Linked DNA regions of Mus musculus: all the other regions are linked to region 3. A link is a contact called in public HiChIP or PLAC-seq and promoter capture Hi-C data. All regions are on one chromosome and are shown on one strand. Each heading gives the region's core, a stretch centred on a gene start, on an enhancer-like site or on the middle of the called end of the contact. The rest is flanking DNA. Distances are from core to core; before and after follow the strand shown.

Region 1 (3,640 bases), core at 460-2,959, 240 kb before region 3:
CAGCATCCACAAAGTAGACACTGGCGGTGCCTCTGTCTACAGGGACACTGCACGCACTGTTTCTAGAACCTACTGTGGCTTCCCAAGGAGGAGCCCTCCCTTGACGAGCAGCCATCCAGAATCCAGGTATACCTGGACCTTGAAAAGGATGGTTTTGCCTTTTGCAGGCTGTCTGGTCTTTTGTTGACTGGTAAGGATTTTGTTTTGCAGAGAGGAGCCTTCACTAACCTTGAGTGGGAGAGAATCAGCCAGGGCCTCTGCGGCACATGGAAATACTTGTCTTAAGTAGTTGGCTCTTAGAAATCACAGCCCAGATGCCTGAAGCAGAAGGAGAAGCACCTGTAGTGGCTGTCACCCTGCAGGCACCTCTGTTACTGGAGTCACCAAGAAACGGTATTACGGGAGTCTTGGAAGTGAGAGTGCTCCTCTAAGGAGAGACCCAGGAACCTGTTGCTAAGGGGCCAGCATGCAGGGTCCCTGCTGGGCCTGCATAGAAGGAGCCCGGTGCTTAGTGGTTCCTTCCTGAAGCCTAGGCTAAGGATTCTATATGGCTTCATCCTCCGCTCTACTCAAGCAAAGACAAGCTTCAACTGCTGGGCCTAAGGCACATGGAGCTCAACTCAACAACTGGGAATGGAGGACCCCTCCAGAGACCCAGAAGACCCCCGCCCGGGGGGGGGGTGACATCAGTTGGGGAGCTATTAATAACTGCCCTCCCCTCCCTGTCATATTTCCTGAACTGGTGAGCTTTGTGGAGGGGTGGAGTAGGAGGGAGCCGCTTGCCATTAATCTGGGAACAAACAGCTAACCCCGGTGACTGGTATTTTTCCTTTTCTTTTCTCACTTTTCTCAGTGTGGGGAAGGCGATTGTGAGGCGCTCTGCTGGAATTTGGCAGCGCGGAGGCTTGGAGAGCAGCCCCATGCTGGCTCCTATTCAGCCGGCCAGTTTTCCTCGAGCTTTGGAAGTTTCACTCAGCCGTGCACTCAATGGCTTCACAAAGCTGATTACAAGCTTCAGCGCATTCCTGAAGGAGCCAAAAGCGACGCAGGTGCAAACGAGCCGAGGGAGCCCCTTATCCCGGTGACAGAATGGGACAAGCTGGGAAAGGCTTGGACCACACAAATCCAAGGCTCACCAGGCAGCAGAGAGCCTGCCTTGGGAACCGGGGGTCATTATCCGCCCTATTCAGCGGGACCGGGGACCCTGGGGCCAAGGAGGCCGGCCGGGCGCAAGCGCCACCGCCAGTACGCGCCTGCAGCAGTGGGGACCCCGCTGGGCGTTGCAACCCGTCGGGATGTTGGGCGCTGCGTTTGTTCCCACCGACAGCGGTCAGCGAAATCCATCCTGCGGGTGAAAGCCGGTGTCCAGGCTAACCGGGATACAGGAGAAGGAGGGTAGCGAAGATGCTCAGTGCGTGGACAGTGCGTAACTTTGGTAATCGAGGCCGCACTGACGTGGTCCTGCCTCAGGCCACTCTCAGCCCCATCCTATCCCTGCTCGGGCCCGGTCCCCCTCAGCTTGTCTTCATTTTTCGTCTCTATGAGTCATACTGAGAGCGACCTTCAGAAAGTGCGGTGGGTGGCGGTGGGTGGGTGGGTGGGGGGTTCAGGGGCGGGGAATACTGGCTGGTAGCCCCGCAGGATCAGATCACCAGGTTGTCCAGTGCACCCTGCGGGGCAGTGGCGAGCCTGGAGAGCCGCCTCTGCCTGGGAGAATTAACGACGTCACAGCCAGAGACGAAAGAACTACAGGTCGCGGGGACAGGCTGGCTCCCAGGGTAGAGCTTGCAAAAGGGACGAGCGTGGGACAGACTGAGGTGGGACTGTTGTAGTTCAGGGGCCGGCCGATCCGGCTCCGTAGGCTGCCCCTATGTCCCTCCCTCGCCCCATCCAGGCCAGCACAGCACGAGTAACGCCAGCCTAGAGCCCTCCCGCCGCGTCCTCCCACTCCCGGCCCCACGTCTCGAAGCCACAGCCCAGCCCCACGCTTTGCCCGGCTGCACCCCGAGGTGCCCGCGTGCAGGGCGCGGGCCGGCAGGGCGCGCTTGCCGACGCTCTTTTGTCTGATAACTAATTTGAGTTAATGCGATCTTTATGTAAAGCTAACAGCGGATAATTGTCTATTTTCTCGCCAACAGTCTCCATCACAGTCACTTATCTGGAAACCTGCGGCTGGATTAATCGCTATATTCCCAAGATGAGCGGTGCTGCAATCCGCAGTGAACACGGGTGGGAACACGGAAGCTTCCCCTAGGTTCTTGCGGGGGCCAGCAGCTGGCCAGCTCCCTGCAGTGGATGCTGCACAGTAGCTAGCACCTGTTTGGGCTCGGGTTGGGGGTCTACGAGCACTTAGGCGCACAGAAGATGTGGAAGAGAGGAAGGAAACAGGCCTGTGGGGACTCCGGCCTGAGAGAGGTTGATTAGCTCCCAGTAAAGGCACAGAACTGCCTATATAAAGAGCTTTTTAACCTGAAAATGATGCTGCTGAGTCTTCAGACCGTGGTCTATTCAGATGCAGAAAAATGTTCCCTCCCATCTTGATCTCCCAGCCTCACCCCTACCACACCCACAGCTACTCCTTAGGCCCCTCCCCTGGAATTTTCTCCTTCGGGATCCTGGTCCTACAAGGGTTAGTAATATTTACTTAGGAACTGTGGGCGTGGAAATAAATCCTAGTTGTTCAGCCCCTTGCCCTACCTGTTCCAGTTAAAGACGGTGGGTTGTACCCAGGCAGTGGTGGCGCACGCCTTTAGTCCCAGCACTTGGGAGGCAGAGGCAGGCGGATTTCTGAGTTTGAGGCCAGCCTGGTCTACAGAGTGAGTTCCAGGACAGCCAGGGCTGTACAGAGAAACCCTGTCTCAAAAAACCTAAAATATAAAATAAAATAAAATAAGATGGTGGAGTGTGTGGTGCCAAAGCTCTAGGGAGAATACTTGTCTACAAAAACTTTCTCTGCTGAGGTCAAAGCATCAGCTTCGAGGGAACTACCACTTGGTGTGTGAGGTCTCTGCGCCTGGGCAACGGTGTCTCTGTAGGTGTGAAAGCTGGGCATCAGCTTGTGACAGCTTTAGGCCACAGAAGCCGAAACTGTGCGCCTCCATTTTGTCAGCATATTAAACATCCAAGAGTGACCACCCATTGGTCCATCACATTATTAGATTGTTAGATTAGGTGGTACCCCAGGATGCTTCTGCAACAGCCTCTGTAAGCTCCTCTTAAAAGTCTCCTGGTTCCTCCTCTCCAGCAGCGAAAGCAAACATGTGAATCTCTGCAAAGCAAGCCGAGCTAAGGTTCCCAGGACAGTCATCCTCATGCCCTCTGGAGGCCTTCCGGCTTCAGCTCTCACCTGAGTCCTGTCACCTCTGATATGTGGACAATGCTGAGCTGGACAGCCCCTGGTCAACCAGGCAGAACAGTCTATGCAAATGCCGGAGGGCAACCCTGGGAACAGTGCACCCATTGTCCGGGGCCTTTCAAAGCTGGGAGCAGCTGCTCAGACTGGCCGCCCTGGACCCTTGGCTGCCAGAGTAATGTCATCATTGCAAGATGTAGACTCTGAAAATTATACGACCCGAATTCATGAGCAGCCTTGTCTTGAGTGTTTCTGTCTGTGACACATTTCAATGTCCAGAGCTGCTTC
Region 2 (3,996 bases), core at 595-3,094, 240 kb after region 3:
TGACAGCCTTCCTTCTCTGAGGCTGGAGGCAGCAGCTTGGCATGGGCGAGGGGTGAGCAGCGAAGGTTCTGGAGCTGGGGGGCACGAGTGTGACTCCCCCAGTCTCAGTCTTCAGATGTCACACAGCTCCAAGTGTCAACTGACCGGACTCTTAGGACCACAGGCACAGTGCATCGCCTGCCTAGGGTTCACTTGTCCATGTGGAGACTTGCTGCAAAGCCACTGCTGCTGCTTGAGGGGCTGAGCTTTCAGAAAAGCAGTAATTTCTACTATCTTTTTTTTCCCCGAGACAGGGTTTCTCTGTGTAGCCCTGGCTGTCCTGGAACTCACTCTGTAGACCAGGCTGGCCTCGAACTCAGAAATCCGCCTGCCTCTGCCTCCCAAGTGCTGGGTTTACAGGCATGTGTCACCACTGCCCGGCCAATTTCTACTATCTTATCATTATATCTATATGTGGTTATTACACATTGATTTGGGGACTTTAGCACGGCAATTATCTTATAGATCTTTACCTTCCAGGCCAGGAGTTCTGAGGACAAATCCTGGGACATCTGACATTTTGTGTCTTGACCTTTAGTTCAGTGCTGAACCCAACATAGACACTGTTGCAACGGCATCCTGGTACACACATGTCTGTAGTTGGATTGTTCAGTGCGGGTGGATGTTGTTGGAAGCTGTGGTCTTACGGTACATACAGGTGTGTCTGTGCAGCTACCGACGCATACATGTTGGGCCCTGTGGTGATGGTGCAGTTTAGGGAATCATGGCGTTGGAGCACATATGTTGGCCATTGTGGTGCCAATGCATGTATTCTTGGATACTGGTCTTGGTGCACATGTATGTTACTGCATGTACACCATGTTGGTACACACATGTTTCTGGTCACCATAGTGCTGAGATATATACATGTTGGTGCACATTGCGTTGTTGCACACCATGGTGCTGATACAATTCATGTTACTGGAGTCTGTGGTCCTGGGGTTTGATAGACTCTCGTTATTGGAGTCTGTGGTCCTGGGTTTCCCACGTGTTACTGAAAACCACAGTGCCAGGGCATTTATCCTGTTGGCAGGATGCGACCCGTCTGACCAAACAATAAAAAGATGGCCAGCAGCTGGAGAGGCTGGTGTTCGCCACCCTGTGCATTGCAGTAGTACTCTGTGCACCAGCGACCCGGAATCTGTGTGAAGCCGGTGGTGTCAGATGCAGAGCGTGGCCCTCTGCCAAACATGGCGAGGTTAGGGAGCCCTGGGCCTACAGCTGAGCTTCCTTCTCGTAGACCTGTGTCTTAGGTCTGGCACCGCCCTTGCTGGGAGAGTCAAGTCTTGACCCAGCTACCCACCGTCTCCCTCTTACCTGGGCATGAGACCTCGTGGAGAGCGCGCTCTAGGCTGCTGTGGACTCTGCACCTGCCCTGCAGCGGCGGGAGGTAAAGGGGGCCTGGGGCAGGAAGTAAAGGGAGCATTGGGCTCAGGCTGGATGTTCTTTGGGTGGTTTGGGATCGCGTCCCTGCAGCAGCTACTTCCAATCCCGGAGGACAGAAACCCTAGGAAGAGGGGGAAGGGCAAGGGCAGACCTGTGCGCCTGCGTAGTGGGCTTTCTGATGCCCCCTTGATGCAAACTAGCCTCCCAGGTGCTCAGGTGGTGCACACGCATGACTCCAGGTGCGGTGGTGACACGCCCGGCAGGCTCAGTGCTTCCGCTTCCGCCTAGCGCCCCCCGCCCCCCATCAACGCAAAGCGCGCCCCCCTCCCTGTGGCGCGGAGACCAATCCTGGGAAGCCAAGGAAAGCGCCACAACCCCCTCCCCGCTCCAGCCGCGCCCCCTCCCCACGGCTTAGCCCCACCCGACAGCACCTCTGGTGCAGCGGAGGACGATCTTCTGGGGATCGGTTTTGTTGAATCGGAGGATGAGGTTTTGGCTGAGAAATGAAGAGATGGCCCTAGAAGAAATGGTGCAGAGATTAAACGCGGTTTCCAAGAACACTGGTAGGAGGAGCCGCTGGCCTTGATTATATATTCTTAAGCTTGACATCATTTGTTGAATTGTAGAGAATTGCATCTAATGGCTGTATAACCACCTTCATTCACTATTCCCTAGCACTGATAACAGCAAAGGCAGGCGTGATGGGCATTTTTTTTTTGGTATCATCTTCTAGGCTTTGTGGATTGACAGTGTGATTTTATTCTGCTTGACACAGTTTGAGAATTACAGATCAGCAGCGCTGGCTTTCTAGGAGATGAGGGTTTGTAAGTGGAGCCATTTGCCCGTGGGGGGAGTCTGCAAGTCTGCTTGGGAGCATCACCTCATTTGCTGCAGTGGCCATGGAATTATGAGCCCAGAATGGTCCAGGGTCCAAGCCCAGGCCCTGCAGACACTGGGATGGGATGGGAGGTAAAATCCTCACTATGCACTTAAAGCCGTAAAGCCAATATTTGAAAATAATATAGGTTAAGAAGAGGGCGAGCAGTGCAATTAGACATTCATTTTCAGGATTAATTGTCTGATTACTTAAAATAAGCCGTGAGGGACAAGCTACAGCCTCCTGTAGATTTCAGCCCCTCGGAGCTGGCAGGATGCATCTTGCCGTCGGCCTCCATCCGTTGTGCCGAGGGTTCCTGGCACGCTGCAGAAGAAGCAGGTACCACTGACTAGTTGTGTCTGGCATGGGGAGGAAATAGTGGTGTGCTATTAAAAGTAGGTTGGTTTTTGTCGTGTGTTATGTGATACGTGGCGTTATCTAGTTTTCTAAGTAATACTTTCCTGGGGGATTAAAATTTCATTCGTTGTCTGGGCTGGGTGTGGCACCCTCCCTGTATTAAATAACTAAATCAGCATAAGCATCAAGTGCGGTGGTCTCCCTGCACTTGTGTAGACAGACGGTCAGTTTATAACGCTGGCTTTGCAAGTGAAATGGCTGCTTATTATAAATGGGTGAAAAGAGAAGACAGACGTTTATGCCTTCTGTCCCCTTCCTCTTAGAGATGTGGCCCAATTTTCTGGGTGTTGCTTGGACAAGATCTGAATGAGTGTGGAGCTCCAGGGAGCTGTTTGCCTGCCCAGGGGGGCCCTGAGGAAGAAGTGGGACTTGCTGCCCTTCCCACCTGTGCTTGGCTGGCGTGGGGGATCACAAGAGTGGGAATTGCTCCAGCAGTGACATCATCCTGAGTTTCAGATCCTGAGGTTTCCTCCTGGGCTCTGAAGGACACAACATGTGTGTCTTAAGTTGTAAAAAGGCTCCCAGAGGAGCAGAACCTGGACCAGATACTCATTGAATGTTTGTCCAAGCATCCTTGGATTGGGCCCCGGTGGCTACTATTGTCTCGCCAGAAGCAGCAGCTCCAGCCTGTGCCCTCTGAGGTTTCTGCAGTACTAGAGTTGTAGATTCCACTAAGACCCAAAGATGTGGTTGGCAGGACCCTCTGATATGAGCATCCCATTGTTCAGTGGTGGGGAGGGAGATGTCACCACACCTGCACCCTCCCTGGCTCTCCTGTTCTCAGTATAACTCAATCTGCTGTGGCACTGGGGAGGTGGGCTCTAATGGTTAGCAGCTATATGTCATGCAATGGGGACAGGAGTTGTGCATGCACAATGAAGTTTCTTGCTTCCACCCCTGTAGTGGAGTGATATAGGTCTATGTAATTATCACTCAGGGTTTACATTCTGAGCATATCCTCAAGAGTCCCTTCTAGCAGAATGCAGCTCAAGGTCATAGGATTGTTCATGGTCCAGGGGCATGTTAAGGTCATGGCCAGAAATGGGTAGAGAGTTCTGGCAGCTTGAGCTAGAGACTGGTGAAGCTGTTTAGAACGAAGGGCATGGTGTTGCAGCTGAGGGCTTTGACTTTCCTTAGAGCTGCAGATCTGACCTTTTGTGGCTCTCCTGGTGCTCACAGCCAAGTAGGAAGCCTGTGCAGTTCAGGCCATGCTGCTGTGTTCTCTCTTCATATTTGCATATCGTGACCCAGAACTTTCTTACCCGGGCTGCTTGGCA
Region 3 (3,943 bases), core at 1,342-3,841:
ACAACTGTGTTTCTGCATCAACAATATCAATGTATTATTACGGACTGTGACACTGCACCTCAGTAAGCCAGACACTAAGACCAGAAGAGATGGTGTTGGGCAAAAGAGAACCATGTGTGTACAATTTTCTTGTAAATCTAAACCATTCTGAACTTTAGGTGCTTTTAAAATATGTACTGACACCAGGCCCTCTCCTACACAAACCCTGGTTCTTACTGGTCCGGAACAACAGCCCATGCTATCAACACTCTTAAAGGTTCCACTTCAACACTTTCAGTCTACAAGACAAGAATAAGACAAGTATAGTTAAGGGAAGATGGTTCCTTTGGTAGGCTCAAAAATAGTCTCAACTTGTACCATTTAACAAAAAACTAACTCATATCACACATAACAATAGAACAGAACCTCTCTAGGGCAAAAAGATGAAAGAAATTTTATGACTTTGGATTTGATAACAGTTCTTCACATGACAGCCAAATCATGATAATGTTAAGTGTTTTTTGTTTTGTTTTGTTTTGTTTTGTTTCCTCTTTCTTCCAGGGGAGCATTTGGGGAGTAAGGCAGCACTGCTTTCAGGAATCCATCCTTGCCTTCCACCTTGTGGAGAAAGCAGATAAAGAACACTGTACCCAGATAAATAAAGAACACTCAAAGTTATAAGGGTAAGCAACCCAGCAAGAACATATGTTACAAAGAAAACAAAATAAAATACAACCTTAGGAAGAGATCTGAATGGCCAAACAAGAAGTCATGCTCAACAGAATCAGGAAAAAGAGATGACAACAATTAGCTATGGCTACACACCTGTCAGAGCACAACAAAATATCAACAAAGTGTGTGAGGGCAGAGAACCCAGCTGACTCTGCATCCCTCAACTCCATCCACAGAGAAGACAGCATCATCTTTAATGAGCTTTACCCTGGATCTCTCTGAAAGTCCAGCGATTCACAAGACATAATCACAAATGGGGGTGGGAAAATGGGAGGATACAGGATTCTGCTTTAAAGTAGCATTTCAATCACCTGAAGGCTGTGAAACTTCTATCAAAAGGGATCTTAATGTAAAATTCAAATTTAGAAGTTCATAATGAATAACTTCAAAATCTAGCTATAACTACGAGGTTCTTTCTGGAAGGTAAAAATTTTGGACCCAATGCAATAAAAGAAAAATGATGGTATGGCGTGTTAAGCCTTAGTTATCTAATTTTGCCTATGACTGGATCACTCCCTTCAGAAAAGTAAACTATCCTCTGCACTCACACTCTCCCCAGATACTGGAACTCTAAGCTCCTCCTATCCGCCTTCTCCCTAGCCCTTTATCACCCACAAACACTGTGTATTCACCAACGTGCTAGTCACATTCCCTCCATTAGACAGGAGCATCTCTCATGGCATAATAGGGTCGAGGAAGCCTCAAAGATTTCTTACATGAACAAACTGCACAGTGAAACACTACAAGGAATAAAGCAAGAAGGGAGTTAAGTCAACGGTTTAGTAGTGACACAGTAATTCATCCTCTACGCTGACAAGTTGTTACATAGGTTGTTACAAATTATGAAAGATCAAAAGGCTCTCTCAGTTTTTAAAACTCGGTTCTTGTTTAAAGTCTTCCCTTGAAAACCTGCGCGATTTGTCTCAACATTCTAAGGCAACCCAGTCATGTCAATTACTAAAACCTTCCCTCAAGACGCGTCCCCACTCATCTCCAAAATGAGCTTCATGAAACCAGATCCTTGACATTTTCCCCACCCCCAACTACGGCGGCGACAGTACGGGTAAAGTGGGCAGGACTGCCTTGGGGGTCTGGCTTCTTAGAAGCATTATTCGCTAGCTGAACCGTCCAGGAATAAGCGAGCATCATCTAACCAGGACTCATCATCACCAGAGGCAAAGGTGACAGCAGAGTGAGAAGCACGCAGAAGCAGAGCTGCAGGCTGCCGTGCTGTCTGGACGAACCCAAAAACAAACTCGGCCGCTACAGCAGCTCCGGCCTGGGCCCCCAGGGCAGGGACAGTCCGCGAGCCGCACCCCTTTCCTTCCCGGGGGCCGGGGAGAACAGCACCCGGCCGGCGGGGGTCATGGCGCTCAGTCTCCACAGCCCTGAACCCCGGGACGCGTACCTTCGCTCCGGCCCAGGATCCGGCAGCACAGGTTCTGCAGCAGAACGTTGGGCGACTTCTGATCCGGAGTCGCCATTACCGCGCCCGGACTGCGCACTGCAGCCTCCCCGCGCCCCAGGATCCCGCGCCCTAACTACGGCGCCGCCATATTCGCGGAAGCGGCAAAAGCGCGCGCCTCCCATAATGCACCGCTTCCCGCGCGAGACGCGCGTGCGCTCTCCCGGCTTCTGCACTTGGCAGCTTCTCCGCGCTGGAAAAGTCGTTGCTGGGCGACGCTCGCAGCAACGCGTTCCTAGGATGCCCGTACGCGTCCGCAGCTTGCGGTCTGGGCGCTGCTTGTGAACAGCACTGGATGCGGAGTCCGAGTGCGCTTGAGCCACACAGGGACAGGGGCGCCGGACTACTACGCAGGGCTCTCGTAAGTGAGTTCTCAGAGGTCTGGAACCTCTGCCCCTTGACGTCACCAGGAGGTAGTCCTGGAAACGGGGATACTGAGATGGAGAGGCTTGAGCGCTGCCGCAAAGGAAAAATCAGACGCAGACACGAGAAATTCTGTGCTGTCTGGGACGCAGGAGGAGGAGAGTCCTCGTCACTGGGAGCCCAGCTCCGCCGCTCCTGCCCGGATGCTCGGTGGTCCGCAGAAAGCTCCCTTCTTAGTCGCTGACTCAGGACTATGATAGCAGTGGCACTCAGAGGTGGCTTAATGGAGAGCATACCTTTATTCGTCTTTTGCTCGCAGATCTCTTAGCCACCCTTCCCTGCCCGCTCTGTGATGTACAGAATGCGGACACACTCACTCCCTGTACAAATGGTACCTGCTGGAGCTCAGCCAGTTGAAGCCAACGATAGAAACTGCAAGAGGAGACTCTCGGCTTCAGCCTGGAATTTGACTACGACTCTAACAAGCCGAGACTCTCAACACTCAGCTCTCAGCCCATTCTTAGCTCCAGCCTATTTTGTACCACCCACACAGATGATGCTCCATCAGAAGGTCTAGAATAAGGCCATAGTGAATAACTATCAGTCATTCCTGGTGTTTCTTCCACCCCGGGGCCAGTAGCTAACCTTCAGGTGATCCACTTTTCTGTTTCCATCATCCATGTAGTCAGAGCTCAGTCCTCAGTCCCTGTAGCCTCTGTTTTGTTGAGTGGTCCTAGCACTGCCCTTTGGTAATAGGAGTGATCCCAGCAAGAAGTCTTAAGGTGGCTTTCTGGACTGAGCACTCACACATTTAATTGCAGATGTATTGACAGTTATTTGAGGGTGGCCAATGAGCCAGGAAAAGCCAGAGCGGTTTGCTTTTCTGTGTGGCTACTTGAAGTGAAATGTCAGCAGATAGATGAAAACACTTAGAAAGTAGCTGCTCCAGCACAGTCTTGACAACAGGAGCTGATGTCACCAAGTCAGGTGACTCGAGTTCCCCAGAACCCACAGAGCAGGAGAAAAGCAACTACCTCAGTTGGTCCACTCACCTCCACCATACAAAATGAAGTCAGTCAAGTTAGGACATTGTAAATCAACTAAGCCAGTGACCAAAAAATGCTAAAAAAAAAAAAAAAAAAAAAAAAAAAAAAAAAACAGGCTTGATGACACAATGCCTTTAATCCTAGCACTTGGAAGAGGCAAGTGGTCTCCAAGGAAAGTCTGATCTATATATTGAGTTCATAGACAGCCAGAGCTATAAAACAGAGAAACCCTGCCTCAAAAATAATCACACTCACACATACGTATGTGCATACATACATACATACATACATACATAAATGGGTTAGGAAGATGGGTTAGTGGTTAAGAGCACTAGCTGCTCTTCCAGAGGACCTGGGT

Evidence for each region. Promoter capture Hi-C pulls out the DNA fragments that hold promoters and counts their contacts. HiChIP or PLAC-seq counts read pairs in DNA pulled down with a chosen protein or histone mark.
Region 1: a contact with region 3 is called in a promoter capture Hi-C map of embryonic stem cells, with 2.1 times the contacts expected there. The contact joins the enhancer-like site here to the promoter of 4931415C17Rik in region 3. A contact is called at or near these places in 5 of 39 promoter capture datasets (the HPC-7 cell line, embryonic stem cells, hippocampal neurons and 1 more), 1 of 484 Hi-C or Micro-C datasets (embryonic stem cells) and 2 of 115 datasets of contacts at active chromatin or transcription factors (both in embryonic stem cells).
Region 2: an H3K27ac HiChIP or PLAC-seq map of embryonic stem cells shows a contact between it and region 3, with 3 times the contacts expected there. The contact joins the promoter of Mcf2l here to the promoter of 4931415C17Rik in region 3. A contact is called at or near these places in 1 of 39 promoter capture datasets (cranial neural crest), 6 of 484 Hi-C or Micro-C datasets (the HL-1 cell line, adipose-derived mesenchymal stem cells, brown adipocytes and 3 more) and 2 of 115 datasets of contacts at active chromatin or transcription factors (embryonic stem cells and pancreatic cancer cells).

The regions. Positions count from the first base shown.
Region 1 is chr8:12,429,297-12,432,936 of GRCm38.p6, forward strand. Sox1ot (Sox1 overlapping transcript) reads left to right here. Exons shown (of 8, transcript NR_027975.2): 5 at 211-742; 6 at 854-1,435; 7 at 2,139-3,127. Among named protein-coding and RNA genes, the nearest start is that of Sox1, 36 kb to the left of the region's middle. Within about 2 kb of position 1,710, at least 71 of the 459 cell types and tissues checked have an H3K27ac peak or open chromatin away from gene starts, as enhancers often do. A contact at or near this core is called in embryonic stem cells, where this site is marked.
Region 2 is chr8:12,914,067-12,918,062 of GRCm38.p6, forward strand. It overlaps Mcf2l (mcf.2 transforming sequence-like), which reads left to right and starts at 1,845. Exons shown (of 31, transcript NM_178076.4): 1 at 1,845-1,988. The coding sequence starts at 1,910. Gm15351 (a long non-coding RNA gene) reads right to left here and starts at 1,158. Exons shown (of 2, transcript XR_870153.3): 1 at 513-1,158.
Region 3 is chr8:12,669,836-12,673,778 of GRCm38.p6, forward strand. 4931415C17Rik (RIKEN cDNA 4931415C17 gene) reads left to right here and starts at 2,592. Exons shown (of 2, transcript NR_166502.1): 1 at 2,592-3,190. It overlaps Tubgcp3 (tubulin, gamma complex associated protein 3), which reads right to left and starts at 2,265. Exons shown (of 22, transcript NM_198031.1): 1 at 2,120-2,265. The coding sequence starts at 2,195.